Linked DNA regions of Mus musculus: region 2 is linked to region 1. The links are chromatin contacts, called in public promoter capture Hi-C maps. All regions are on one chromosome and are shown on one strand. Each heading gives the region's core, a stretch centred on a gene start, on an enhancer-like site or on the middle of the called end of the contact. The rest is flanking DNA. Distances are from core to core; before and after follow the strand shown. Region 1 overlaps Slc38a9 (solute carrier family 38, member 9). Region 2 overlaps Plpp1 (phospholipid phosphatase 1).

The links. Capture Hi-C pulls out chosen DNA fragments and counts their contacts.
Region 2: a contact with region 1 is called in a promoter capture Hi-C map of adipose tissue. The contact joins two enhancer-like sites. A contact is called at or near these places in 12 of 39 promoter capture datasets (3T3-L1-derived adipocytes, cranial neural crest, embryonic stem cells and 6 more), 7 of 484 Hi-C or Micro-C datasets (the HPC-7 cell line, bone marrow-derived macrophages, cerebral cortex and 3 more), 5 of 115 datasets of contacts at active chromatin or transcription factors (astrocytes, bone marrow-derived dendritic cells, cardiomyocytes and 1 more) and 3 of 9 other capture datasets (adipose tissue, embryonic stem cells and liver).

What each region holds. Positions count from the first base shown.
Region 1 is chr13:112,732,155-112,738,336 of GRCm38.p6, reverse strand. Slc38a9 (solute carrier family 38, member 9) reads right to left here. Exons shown (of 15, transcript NM_178746.4): 15 at 1-6,182. Among named protein-coding and RNA genes, the nearest start is that of Gm41067, 33 kb to the left of the region's middle. Within about 2 kb of position 3,081, at least 31 of the 459 cell types and tissues checked have an H3K27ac peak or open chromatin away from gene starts, as enhancers often do. A contact at or near this core is called in adipose tissue, where this site is marked.
Region 2 is chr13:112,859,508-112,865,689 of GRCm38.p6, reverse strand. Plpp1 (phospholipid phosphatase 1) reads right to left here. Exons shown (of 6, transcript NM_008903.2): 4 at 5,989-6,046. Among named protein-coding and RNA genes, the nearest start is that of Plpp1, 62 kb to the right of the region's middle. Within about 2 kb of position 3,674, at least 59 of the 459 cell types and tissues checked have an H3K27ac peak or open chromatin away from gene starts, as enhancers often do. A contact at or near this core is called in adipose tissue, where this site is marked.

The DNA of each region.
Region 1 (6,182 bases), core at 1,832-4,331:
CCCGGTTTTACACACGTGCCGCTCCCGACAGGTCACCTGAAGAGAAGCACGGGATGGTGTGTGTTTTGTACACCTGCCTGCGCTCACGGAACGTGTTTCTCACATCTATCTGGGTCATGCTGTGGCCGTTTGTTTGTTCTTGAGCTGTCTTCTAATTTGCAGTTCTCTGTTTCAAAGCCCATGCCCACTTTTCCACTGTGGCGGCACGGATTTCACCGGGAGAGGCACAGTCAGTCTCAGGCGAAGCTGAGTTCTAGTAGTACTGGGAAAAACGATGCTCTTCAGTTTCCAAAGCGAGGACCATCAGTCCACGTCTCCAGCACTGCCTGGGCTCCGAGTACGTCTGGCACTGACGAGTAGGATTATTTATTTGAATCAAATTTTAGTTTCCTCTCTTCAAAGAATGACATACATTTCCTATTTATTCTGTAAAGTGGGTAATCCTTTGAAGTGTATCTTTAATAGAAACATTTTTTTACTGGTATACACAGAACATAAATAGATGTTACCTTACTAAAATGAGGCCTTAGAAGTTGTTTTCCTTCACCAAGGGCCCCTGTAAGTTTCTCATCCCTCAGATAAGGGGGAAACCACTATTTGCAAATTAGTAATTTCTGAAAAAATTAAAAAAAACAAAACAAAAACCAAAAAACCAAAACCTAGGTGTGGTGGCACAGACCTGCCATCCCAGCTCTCTGGAGACAGGCAGGACGAGCACCACAAATTTGAGGCCAGACAGGAGTACACAATCAAGGCTCTTTCTCAAAACAATACAACAAAACAAATAATTAAAAAAAAAAAAACCAGTAATAGCTTGTAAGACTCATGCCCAGGCACGAATGCTCCAACCTGAAAAAGAAAGATACCCTATTCGGATCCCAAATTAACCATTACTAGATTGGCACGTAATCTAGCCTTTCCAGAAATAAAAGCTCAGGTCTGGTAAAAGTAGGTCCAGAGAAACTCAGGTCACAGAGAAACTCAGGCCTGGTGCCCACTACTCTTCCTCCGGTTTCTTACACTTCCTGGCTGTCCCAAACGGCCTGTGGCTGATCTACTCTTCAAGCTAACACAGCCGAATCCGGCTTCCCATCTGTATGCGCTTCTTCCTATCGGAGGCTCCAGAGTCTGTGTTTTTCCTTAAAGGGGTAACACCAAACTGTGTAGATGACAGCCAGCATGAAACCTGGACCTGTCCTTCTAACCAAAGGTCCTCAGTGGGGCCTGGTGGAGCCCTCCCTGTGCTCCTGGCTCTGGGAGGTGAAGGAAAGAGATGCAAAGCTCAGGGCCATCGCTGACTACATAATGGGTTCAAAGCCAGGAGAGCCTGCAAGAGTCTTAGTGATAATGTATTCAAAGGTATTTATCTTAAAAGCTAGTTCTCTATTAGAAGGTATGAGAACACATATTCCTATAAGTCTTCTTTGCCATGATTTATCTTAGACATCTCTTTATTATAGAAAGAATAAAAGCAACGATGTAGTGGTTCACCTGGAAGCCTGTCCTGTATTTATACAAATAATTAAATGCCACAGTTAACTTGGAACATGGAGGCGTTTTACACTGAAAACCACAACTCCCTCCAGGAAGTCCCGCTTAGCACATTTGGCGTCCACACTCAGCTCGTCGGAGACAGAGCACCAAGTGGGCAGGAGCCTGGCATCTCCGTGGCACATAAGGAAGGTGACTCAGTTGCTGGGTCACAAGGGTGGACAAAGGATGCTCCTCCACCGGGGCCACACCTTGCCTGTTCACCACAGTGCTAAGCGCTTAACACAAGGTCAGGCATCCGGTAGGTTCTTAGGTACTGAATGATCAATCTGGAACCTAACTGACTCTTCCTCACCCCACCCCCACCCCCCCCCCGCCCAGGGAATACTGGGGATTAAATCTGGGACCTCATACTTCTGAGGCAAATGCTGTACCCCTCAGCTACACCTCTAGCCCGACATTACTTTGGGGGAGGAGTATGTAAGAAAATCCTAGATAATAGAATAGCATCTAATACTTTCTATTTAAGTGGAATCTCGACTACTTAATCCAACAATCGGATCCTGAGGCCTGCTATGACTGAATATTACTGGACTGATGGGGACTGAGTGGGGGTGGGGAGGTGTCAGAACAGCGCAGCTCATCCCTGCTTGGGAACCGCAAGGCAGAGTCTGTGATAAACACCGTGTCATCTTAAACTTTTAAAACAGTCTTACTTTACCTTTTCAGAACAGTTGGGAAATCAAGAAGAAAAATGATATTCGGTGGGGAAAAGAGTAATTTTACTTAAAGAAGCCAGAAAATTAGTGTTCTTTATTAGCGCTGAAGGCTCTGGAAAGTTATGACTTTTCCAGGGCTTTTGGCCAGAAACTGGGCAACGCTTATCTAACGTGCCACAGCCACGAAAAATGTTCTTAGAGGGAGAGCACACACTGGCTGATGGGGATGGGCTCCTTAGGTCCCCGTTAACGTGACATATACCTTTCCAGAAGATCAGGACATTCAAGAAGGCCCCTGACAGCCTGACATGGGACACAGCCACAGTCACTTAAGAAATTCAGTCCTGCAAAGGATGGGACTCAGCCGCTTCCGCCAGCGCCAGTGTTAGGAGGCAAGATTTCCTCGCCAAAGTCCACTAGCAAAATCCCAGAGATATTTTTCTTCAAAATAATTCTGATTTCTCTTTTTTTTTCCTATAAAAAGACAAATAACATCTCAGAGAATTCTGTTTGCACGCTGAGGTTCCCATTAGAGCTGTTTATACAACCTTAAGTGATTGCCAGACTTCGAGTGGGGCCAGCCGGGTCAGTTCACTTTGCATCACAGACTGGTCGCATGCCCTTGTTACACGCCAACCTGACTTGGATTTGTTTGGGGGCATTCAAGCTGGTGTGAAGTTGAGTGAGACACAAAATCCAAATCGCCACCAACTTCTAAAAAGCAACCCATCAATACCATGTCAGGAAAACGTGCAGTATAACACTCCCTGCTGCTACCAACTGTGGGGGTTTCAGTGAGGAACTCTGAGTGTGCGGCTGAACACACGCCACAGCTGGTTTGGGGAGGATCTGGAGCTCTCAGGAAACAGTGCTACTGGAGGAAGTACGTCACGGGGGGCGGAGCTGGCAGTGAGTTTATAGACTCACCAAGCTGGACACTGTACTCTTGATCTCCTAGATGCAGATGCAACGTGATTGGCCAGCCCTGCTTTGGAGCCTGTTTCCAAGCCTTCCTGGGCATTATAGCTCCCTCTCTGGAGTGTAAGTCAAAGTAGACTCTTGCTTTTGGTCAGAGTATTTTATCACAAAAACAGAAAGAAAACAAAACCAAACACCGTGACATCAATGAATGTAAACATTTGACATTTTGAATATTCATACTTAAATGAAAAATTTGGAAACTTTATAAATGTCTGCAGCACCCAGTGTATTACTAATTACCTCCCACATTAAGCAATTATGCTTTCTGTCCAAGAGCCACAGGAAATCAATACTGCAGGGATCATCAAGAAGAAAGAAGAACAGCCCGGAGCAGCTGAATGTCACAAAACGCGCTTTAGAGGGGATCTGCAAAACCCACAGAAGCAAATACATGTAACATATCTCTACTACATATCATAATAGCGAGCACGGGGAGTGCGGTCTGGGGGAATAGCGGGGACATGGAAACGAGTCCCTTGCCTCTGAGCAGCCCCTCCCCCTCTGCCACGCCGCCCACCCCCAAGGATTCGATGCTGCTCTCAAGGTGCTCCTCGAGGACATGCGTGCTGCCTTTAACTCCTCCAGAGGCATGTGCATTGCTGACTATTCAGTTATTGAAACAGAACACTTAAGGGAGTGATAATTAAAAACACACATCAAACATTTCCTTGGTAAGTTTCAAGTAGAAGCAGAGGACTAGCCCACAGCTACAGTGAGTAGTGGAACTGCACTTCTGAGACACATTTAATGTAGACGAAGCATTTCCCTTTAAAACAGCCTCTTCCAGGGGCTGCAATGACGTAGTCCTCCTTCCAAGCACATTTCTGGAGTGTGCTGATGGCAATGACTTGGCACAACCATCCATGCCCACAGGTATAAAGCTTACCTCTACTTTTTCCCTTTCTAGCTTTAATATTAGCACAACTCAAGTTCACTCACAGGCTTTCTAAGGAAGATCTCTCCCTAAACAGCTCATTTTAACTTTGAGTGTCCTCAGGTGTGTTTAAGTTAAAGAAGCTCAGGCTGAAGGCCGGCCGTAGCAGCAGAGTGATAAGGTGAATGTGGCGGAGTGAGAAAGTTCAGAGATGAGAGCAGAGAGAGAAAGAAAGGGTAAGATGGCTGCACATGGGTTCCTACCCCCTCCATTCTCATACGAGCCAGGACACACACTCGTGCGCAGAGTTCTCTGACTCTGTGGCAAGGCCAAAGGAGGCTCATGGGGAAAACAAGGACAAAAGTGGAAGGAGACAAAGTCATTTGGCTTGTCCAACAGGACATCAGGAAGAGGTCTAAATTGTTCAGTGTCCTTAAGACAACAAAAGCATGAATCCGTATTACTTTTTCGGCTGGAGGGTAGCATCCTTTGCCGGTTGGTTACCTTTTATCTTTTATCTATGAAATGGGCAAAACCACAGCCAATTATCCTTGATTGTTAAAGCATCCAAGAACGTCTTTGGTAAGAAAAAAAAAAAAAAAAAAGGAGTGGAAATGTCTCTCAAGTCCTCAAAGACAAAAGAAACTACTAAGAACATAGCGAGAACAAGTCAGGGACATTTCTTACATCACCTGGCTCTGACTCAGACGTCTCTAACGGAAGGCGAGTGTGCAGTCATGAAGTTCCAGAGTTCCTCGAGCACGGGCTCCCATGCAGCCCAGTGGCCACGGGCGTTTCTGTGAGCCAGAGCTTTGGAGACTAGCTCCATGGTAAATGTAACTAGGTTCAAAGTCTGGGCTATTAGCTGACTATGAAGGTCTGTAGAAGTGAAATGACATAACGTCTGAGACTGGTTTTTAAAGATGTCGGGAGAAAAGAAACCTCGGGAGGAAGCAGGTGAAGCTAATCCAGCTAACCCTACAATTACTAAACCCAGGGCGGGTGCACAGCAGTTTTCCATATTATTCTATTTGTGCATTTGCTTGACGGTTTTCATAATGAGACTTTAGAAAGTGTTAGAAACTACAGATCCTTATAAACATAGACCCATGCTCTACTAGGATGTAAAGTTATACTAGAAGAAATTAAAGCTGGTCTGAATCTGCGGCTGCTTACGAGATTCACAAAACCATCTTACTTTTTTTTTTTTTTTTTTTTTTAGAACATGACACTGTCCTGGGAAGTGGAATTATGATGCGTTTAAAAGAGTTTAGTCAAAATTAGAGAAACCTAAATGCTTGTAGTTGTGGGTAGACCACAGATCCTCTTACACAAGAGATAGACAGATCTGGATTCTGGTTTAGCTTTTTGTTCAGAAGGAAGATGGCAAGAGTGTTAAGTCTAAGAATCTGCATTTCTCAGTCATCTTGTCAGAAGCTTTTCTTGTGAGACCTAACTCTTCTCTTTCTGCTCTAGAAGCAGGTAGAGGGTGTTGGCTCCTGGAGGCCACACCTGAACCAGGATGACTCGGGCACACTGGGCAGATTCCTTTCCCTTTTGAAGAGCCTCACATGCCCATCTCCACTTGTGCTTCTTCCATTGGGCTTCATGACAGTCCATGCAGTTCTCAAGGGCAAGAATCGAGGACAACTGCTTTTGTTCAGGTGTGAGATCTGGGCTTGGGAATTGTAACCTCAACCTAAGCCATTGGGGCTGGATTTGAATTAAGAGTCAGATAGCAATGGACTCTACAAGTTGATCTGACACCTAATTTCTTTTGGTTTTCTCTCTTCTCTTTTAGTGTCTTGATACAAGGCTTTATATAGACCAGGCTGGTTTCAAACTGGCCATAACCAGACTGGTCCTAAGAGCAAGTTTCAGGACAGCCAGGGATACATACAGAAAGGCTTTCTCAAGGAAAAAAAACAAAACAAAAAACCCTAAACCCAACAAACAGCCCATCCCCCCAAGAGGCAAACTGGGGATGACCTTAACCCCTAGACCCTCTCAGCCTACCATCAAGGTGCTCCCGGACACACCAGCCACCTCACTGGCCCTAGCTGACACATAGCTTCTGACGGACTGACACTATTTAAAGTTTTTTGTTCTTCAGGTTA
Region 2 (6,182 bases), core at 2,425-4,924, 130 kb before region 1:
GCCAAATAAACCCTTTCCATGCCAAGTTGTTCTGGCCATGGTGTTATCACCGCAATAGGGACCCTAAGGCAGTTTGTAAAATGCTTGCTTTGGAAGTATGAGGACAGCAGTTGGATTCCTAGCACTCATATAAAGAGGGCATGTACTATGATTTGCATTTACATGGGTCCTTGACCAGCCAGTCTAGCCTCATTGATGGACTCCTGGCTCAGAAGGGGAGGAAAACACTCCTGAGGATGACACCAGAAGTTGTCCTCTGGCCTCTGCATGCACAAGGGCACTTACATAAAAATAATTACGTATACATAAGTCTGTCCAATCATTTATGAATGGCTGGAATACTGTTTAAAACTATTTACAAGGCATAGCAAGAGCATGGTGTGAGCATGTAGTTACAAGGTGGCATAGCAGTCGTTTAGCTTATTAGCTAGGTTGTGTGCTACTGGCTCTCTATAGAGCCTCTTTCCCCCAACCCCCGCTTTTTTTGTTTTTGTTTTTTTCTAGACAGAGTTTCTCTGTATAGCCCTGGCTGCCCTGGAACTCATTTTGTAGACCAGGCTGGCCTCAAACTCAGAAATTCGCCTGCGTCTGCCTCCCAAGTGCTGGGATTAAAGGCGTGCACCACTACCACCCGGCCTAACCCCTACTTTTTAAAAAGAATTTCATCTCAAACATTATTTCCACCTCAATTATGAAGTTCATTTTAAAGTTAAGTTTCTGGGCCAGAGAGATGGCTCAGCAGTCAGGAACACTGCTGCTTTTCCAGAGGTCCTGAGTTCAATTCCCAGCAACCACATGGTTGCTCACAACCATCTGTAATGGGATCCAATGCCCTCTTCTGGTGTGTCTGAGACAGCTACAGTGTACTCATATGCATAAATAAATCTTTAAAAAAAAAGAGGTAAGTTTCTAGACTACATCTGAAGCCATCTGGGTACCGTGAACAAAAATTCAGCTGTACACAACAGGGTTTTTCCTTTTTCAGATGCAAGAGATATCTAAGAATTACAAATATTTGCAAATAAAGATATTCTGGGGGGAATTTTATCTAACTCTGCCGGTAGGTTGGGCACACAACACCTCTGAGTGGAGTTAGGAAGGTTCATTTTGATAAATCTGGCATGTGGGGTACGAAAGATGGGGCTGGAAGAAACATTTCCTGTTTAGTACTGCAAAATCCCTCTCCTTTCAAAGGAAGCCTGTGGCATGTTAATTTTCTGCAAAATGTTATTCCCCAGTTCGCAAGGGAAAGATCACTGACTATGGACCAGCTGTCAGTCAGGTCCAGCACACCCTGGGCGTCCTCTCCACAGCCAGTTTCTTTTCTCGCTCTTCCATCCACACAGGTATTTCCCTTTACAGAGACATGGCCTCCACCCAGAAATCACGTCGCTGGGTTGGGGCTGAGGTGTCTATGTCTCTTGGTTGTGGTTCTACATTAGTGACTTTAATAGTCACGGTAATCATTATAAAAGGAACACCAGAACCTGGCATTCTGTTGTCCCTGTCCTCACAGGTCACTCTAGAAATAGAATTCCCAGGAGATGGTGCAGAATGAAAGAGACTAAAAAAATTAAACCAAACAAACAAAAACCACTTTACTGCACTGGACATTCCTCCCTCCCTAAATTTTCATCTACATACAAACCTCAGATGCCAGACAAGTTCAAAGTCTCACACGAAAACTGCCACGAGGCCATTCTCTTTCCTTCCCCATCCCGCTCAGTGCTTCTCAGCCTTCCTAATGCTAAGACCCCATGTAGTGGTGACCTCCAACCATAAGATCTCAGCAAGTGAAGTCATGGAGTAAACCCAGCCACGTTTTAGAAACCAGGTAAGAAGGGACTGGCCTTAGCAATGAACCAGAATCCTCTAGAAATGCCACAGGTCAGTGACCTTTGTGAAAGTGCTCCAGGTTGTCTTAAGAAAGTTGTGAACCTTTCTGCTCACTACAGGGCCCAGTGTTCACTGAGCTGGAGGAAGGGAAGACACAAGCTCCTCTTGGTTTATCTGAGACACCACAGATTGTACAGGCAGCTTCTTACTCCTTGGGAGTGAACCCGACTAACCAGTGGTTACACCTGGAGAAGGTGGTGGACTAACCTGGTGAATTTCCCTGCAGCAAAAGTTCAGATGATTCCAAATTCATGCTGACAGTCTACCACCAAGACTGCTGGTTTTTTAAACACTTGAGACAATTTGGGGATTCCCCCATGCTAGTATCACCAAGGACTGTGCCCTCACATCCTGACAACCATAGAGGCAGGAGTGGGAGGTATGGCCTTTGCCAGGGTAATTGGGTCATGGAGGCAGAGCCTTCCTTAATGGGACCCAGGAGTTGCCATACCATTTGCATTAGAAGTGTGCAGCCAGTTAGTCCTCCTAGAACCTGACTCACACAGGTCTGTCAAAAGCACATTGCTGCTCATAAGTTGTCTGGTCTGTGGTGATGGATTATAGCACCTAAGCACCTATCCTAAGTTAGGGTATAGCCAGTCCACACTACAATTTCTGAAATTATATTTAGTTTCCATTAAATGATATGATACCACATCTGGAAACAGACTGTTGGGCAATGCAGCTGGTTTCTTTCTGTTTTGCCTAATGGCTGACCCTGTTAATAGTGTTATGGTCTCAGGTTCCCCCACTTACCATTTTAAACTGGAGTCAAGGGGTCAGTTATCTGGGGGCTGAGGATGTCTATAGCTCAGTGGTACTTAACTGATATGTGTATGCAGGAGGGGCTAATATGATTTCTAACACTATAAAAGGAGGAAAGCTATTTTTAGAATGGAAAGATAAAAATGTTTAAAGTCTAAATATTTGACCTTTTACTGAAAAACCCCCAAGGCCAGAACAACACTAACAGCCTACTCAACACAAATACACCGAACAAGCTATAGAGATTGATTCACCTACATCTGAGAATGAATCTGGCCAGGAGAAGAGTATAAAGCAGGCATTTGGTCAGGCTTCTCTTGGCATCTCTGCCATTCATGGAGACCCTAATTTACATTTGTCTTTGAGCCATGAGTTCATCACCTGCTCAGTGCTTCTCCCCAGTTTTAAAAGATCTTCAAGAGACATAATGCTAAGTGGTCCAGGGCCAGTGCTCCATGACTACCACCACCAGGCTCAAGGAAGGCACCAGGAAGGGTCAGATAGGCAGGGGCCTGTACCTGGGAGGGGTGAGATAGGTGGGGGCGTGTACCTGGGAAGGCAAGGCTAGTTATGCACTTTTGTGGCAGGAAAGGTGTAACGGATTTTGTTACAAGCCATGATGAAACCTCAATAGGATAGATCCACAAAAAACAAAAACAACAACAAAGCCACCGATACATTTCTCAATGTCTTCTAAAGGCTACTCTGACAGTCATGCAAATCTGCAATCTTTGGAGCCAATCAAATTCAAGGATAGTCACAAAGCAAGAGCAAAGCAGCTCTGCCCTGAGTCCCCTCCAGCGCCGGACTGAGCTCAGGACTGGGCTGCCTGCCAGGGCGCAACAATAGTCAAAGGGCAGGCTCGAGGAGAAATGTTAACTAGAAATTAATATCTAAGTGTCAGGAGTCTTCAGACTTAAAATAACTGTGTCTCCACCCAAACCTGGGACTGACCTATAATGCCAAAATGCCCAAAGAAACAAGATGAGTCGGTACCTCAGGAATGTGGGAGGGAAAGGGCAGGCTGTGTTCTATATAAAGAGGAAAGCCAGGAGCTGCTGTTTGTGCAGGGCTCAACTCAAAGCCTGGCCTCTATACTAATCAAGTAAACAGCTCTACTGTGCCAAGACCATGAAACATCAGGATTTCTCCAGAAATGACTTGGTTTATAAGGAACCTATCTAGACTTTTTTTTTTTTTTTTTTTTTTTATTTATATGAGTACACTGTTGCTGTCTTCACACACACCAGGAGAGGGCATCAGATCTCATTACAGATGGTTGTGATCCACTATGTGGTTGCTGGGAATGGAACTCAGGACCTTTGGAAGAGCAGTCAGTGCTCTTACCCGATGAGCCGTCTCTCCAGCTCCTATCTAGACTTTTATCTCTATGTTAAGTGCACACGTGAGGATAAGAATGTGCATATATATATATTCATATACCATATTGAGGACAAAGTCTATGTTAGTTGTCTTCCCCTATTGCGTTCCACTTGTCTGTTTTATTTCTTGTGTGGGTGTTTTGCCTCCATGTATGCCTGTGTACCATGTGCATGCCTGGTGCCCTTGCAGGCCTTAATGGGATGTTGAGTCTCCTGGGACTAGAGTTACAAACAGTTTGAGCCACTATTTAGGTGACGGGAATCAAACCCTGTCAGGGGATCTGCAAAGCTTAGACCTTAGCAGCCCCTACCAAGGCCTCTACCTCTAAAGCGGTGGTCACTCCATATTTTTCCTACATTGAAATTACAAGAGTTAAAAGTATAAAATACAAAGCATTAATAGTAACCCAAACAGATCCTTAGGTTCATCTGAAGGACAGAGGCACTGATGCTCAGATCGTGAGAACGCCACAGACCCAGCTAGGTCTGGCCCAGCACTTCAAAAGCCAATCCGAGCAGCCCGCAGAGTGCTATGGATAAAGCCCTACGGGTGTTAGCGCCTTGCCCAGCCCAGCCCTCCATGTCCTTGTTAGAGCACAGAACATGGGCTGGTTCCTTGGAACAAGTGCTAAGTTTTCCTAATAAGATAGAGAGAGAACGTTAGAGTGGTGTTCGCTCTTAGCTACTCTGAAATGAACCCCACCTCCCGTGGCAGAGCTATACCAAGGCTTGTCTCAGACAGAAGCTCTGAGACAAACTGCTGAGTCTGGACCCCGTTGCTTCCTCACCAAATTACATTACTGTAAGAGGAAAGAAAGCCTCGCAATTTTCAGAATGCTGGATCCAAAAATTGCCTAGTAACGGCTTGAAGTTGTAGCCCTGAATGTTATATGACACCTGCAATTTTTACACTGTTTTTTTTAAAGTAAACATTTACAGTTGATTATAAATCCTGAGGTCAAATTCACTTTTATGCGCCCACTCAACATGACTCTTCATTGACTGCCTTCCAAAGCTCACACTATCCTGGAACTCACACTCCTCCCAGTGCTAGGTCACATGTGTCACTGTGCCCAACCACAATGGATTTTTTTTCTAATTTTTTAAAAATACTAATGTTGTGACCAAAGGGGCGGAAAAAAAAAAGAATCTACAAATTTACATGCATTACAACTATGTGAAAATCTATTTACAAAGAAAAATAACACAGGACCATCAAGATGCCTCAGCAGGTAAGAGCACTTGCCACCAAGCCCACTAACCTGACCTCAATTCCATGACCCACATGGAGGAAGGAGACAATACTTACAAGCTGTCCTCTGGCTTCCAGAAGTACACACACACCAGTAAGTAGATATAATAATAAAAAGAACTTTTTTAAAAGATAAAAAGACAAAAAAATTTAGCTGATCTCTGCGAGCAAAGGTCTCCCTCCAAATGCTGGGAACACACCACAAAGGGATGTGTATAATTTCATAAGTAACTATGTAAGTACAAAAAGAATGTGATAAAATATAAAAACTGACCTTTAAAGACTTCTAGAATGTGTACTATCCTTGTCTTACGTCCTTAGCTCTGCCTTAGCGAGCAGTGTGGTGTCTATCTTTTCTGACGCTCCAAGCCAACTTGGAACATGGCATGTGCCAACCCACAGGCTGGCCCGGGACCGTGCAAAGTCTTTGGGAAATGTTTCCGAAAATGAAAAGAGGACACATGCGCTCCGACAGTAGCCACGACTGCCTGCCCTTCCATCATCGAGTGTCTCCTCACAAGGCAGGGAGGAGGAGAGCCACAAAGCTGCATTGCACCTCCAAAGTGTCGGCACACAGGGCAAAATTCCTGCCTATTTCGTTCTGCTACATGCAACAGCAGGGACGGAACCGCCTGTGATTAGCAGCCAGCCCGTGTCGCTGTGCCCCGGCCCCCGCAGACAGGAAGTACTTACTGCGACAAACAGCATGCAGTACATAGAGAATGAAGAGTGTCCCGAGTAGAAAGACAACCTAGGAGAAAAGGAGAGCAACGTTAGCTTTTCCTCCTAGAAGCTGAGCCTCCCCTCCCTTTTCTCCCTGTTTCTTTTTGGTGCTCCTAATGAACCCACCTGTTCACCCTTGGCAAGAGTTCCACCCCTGAGCCACA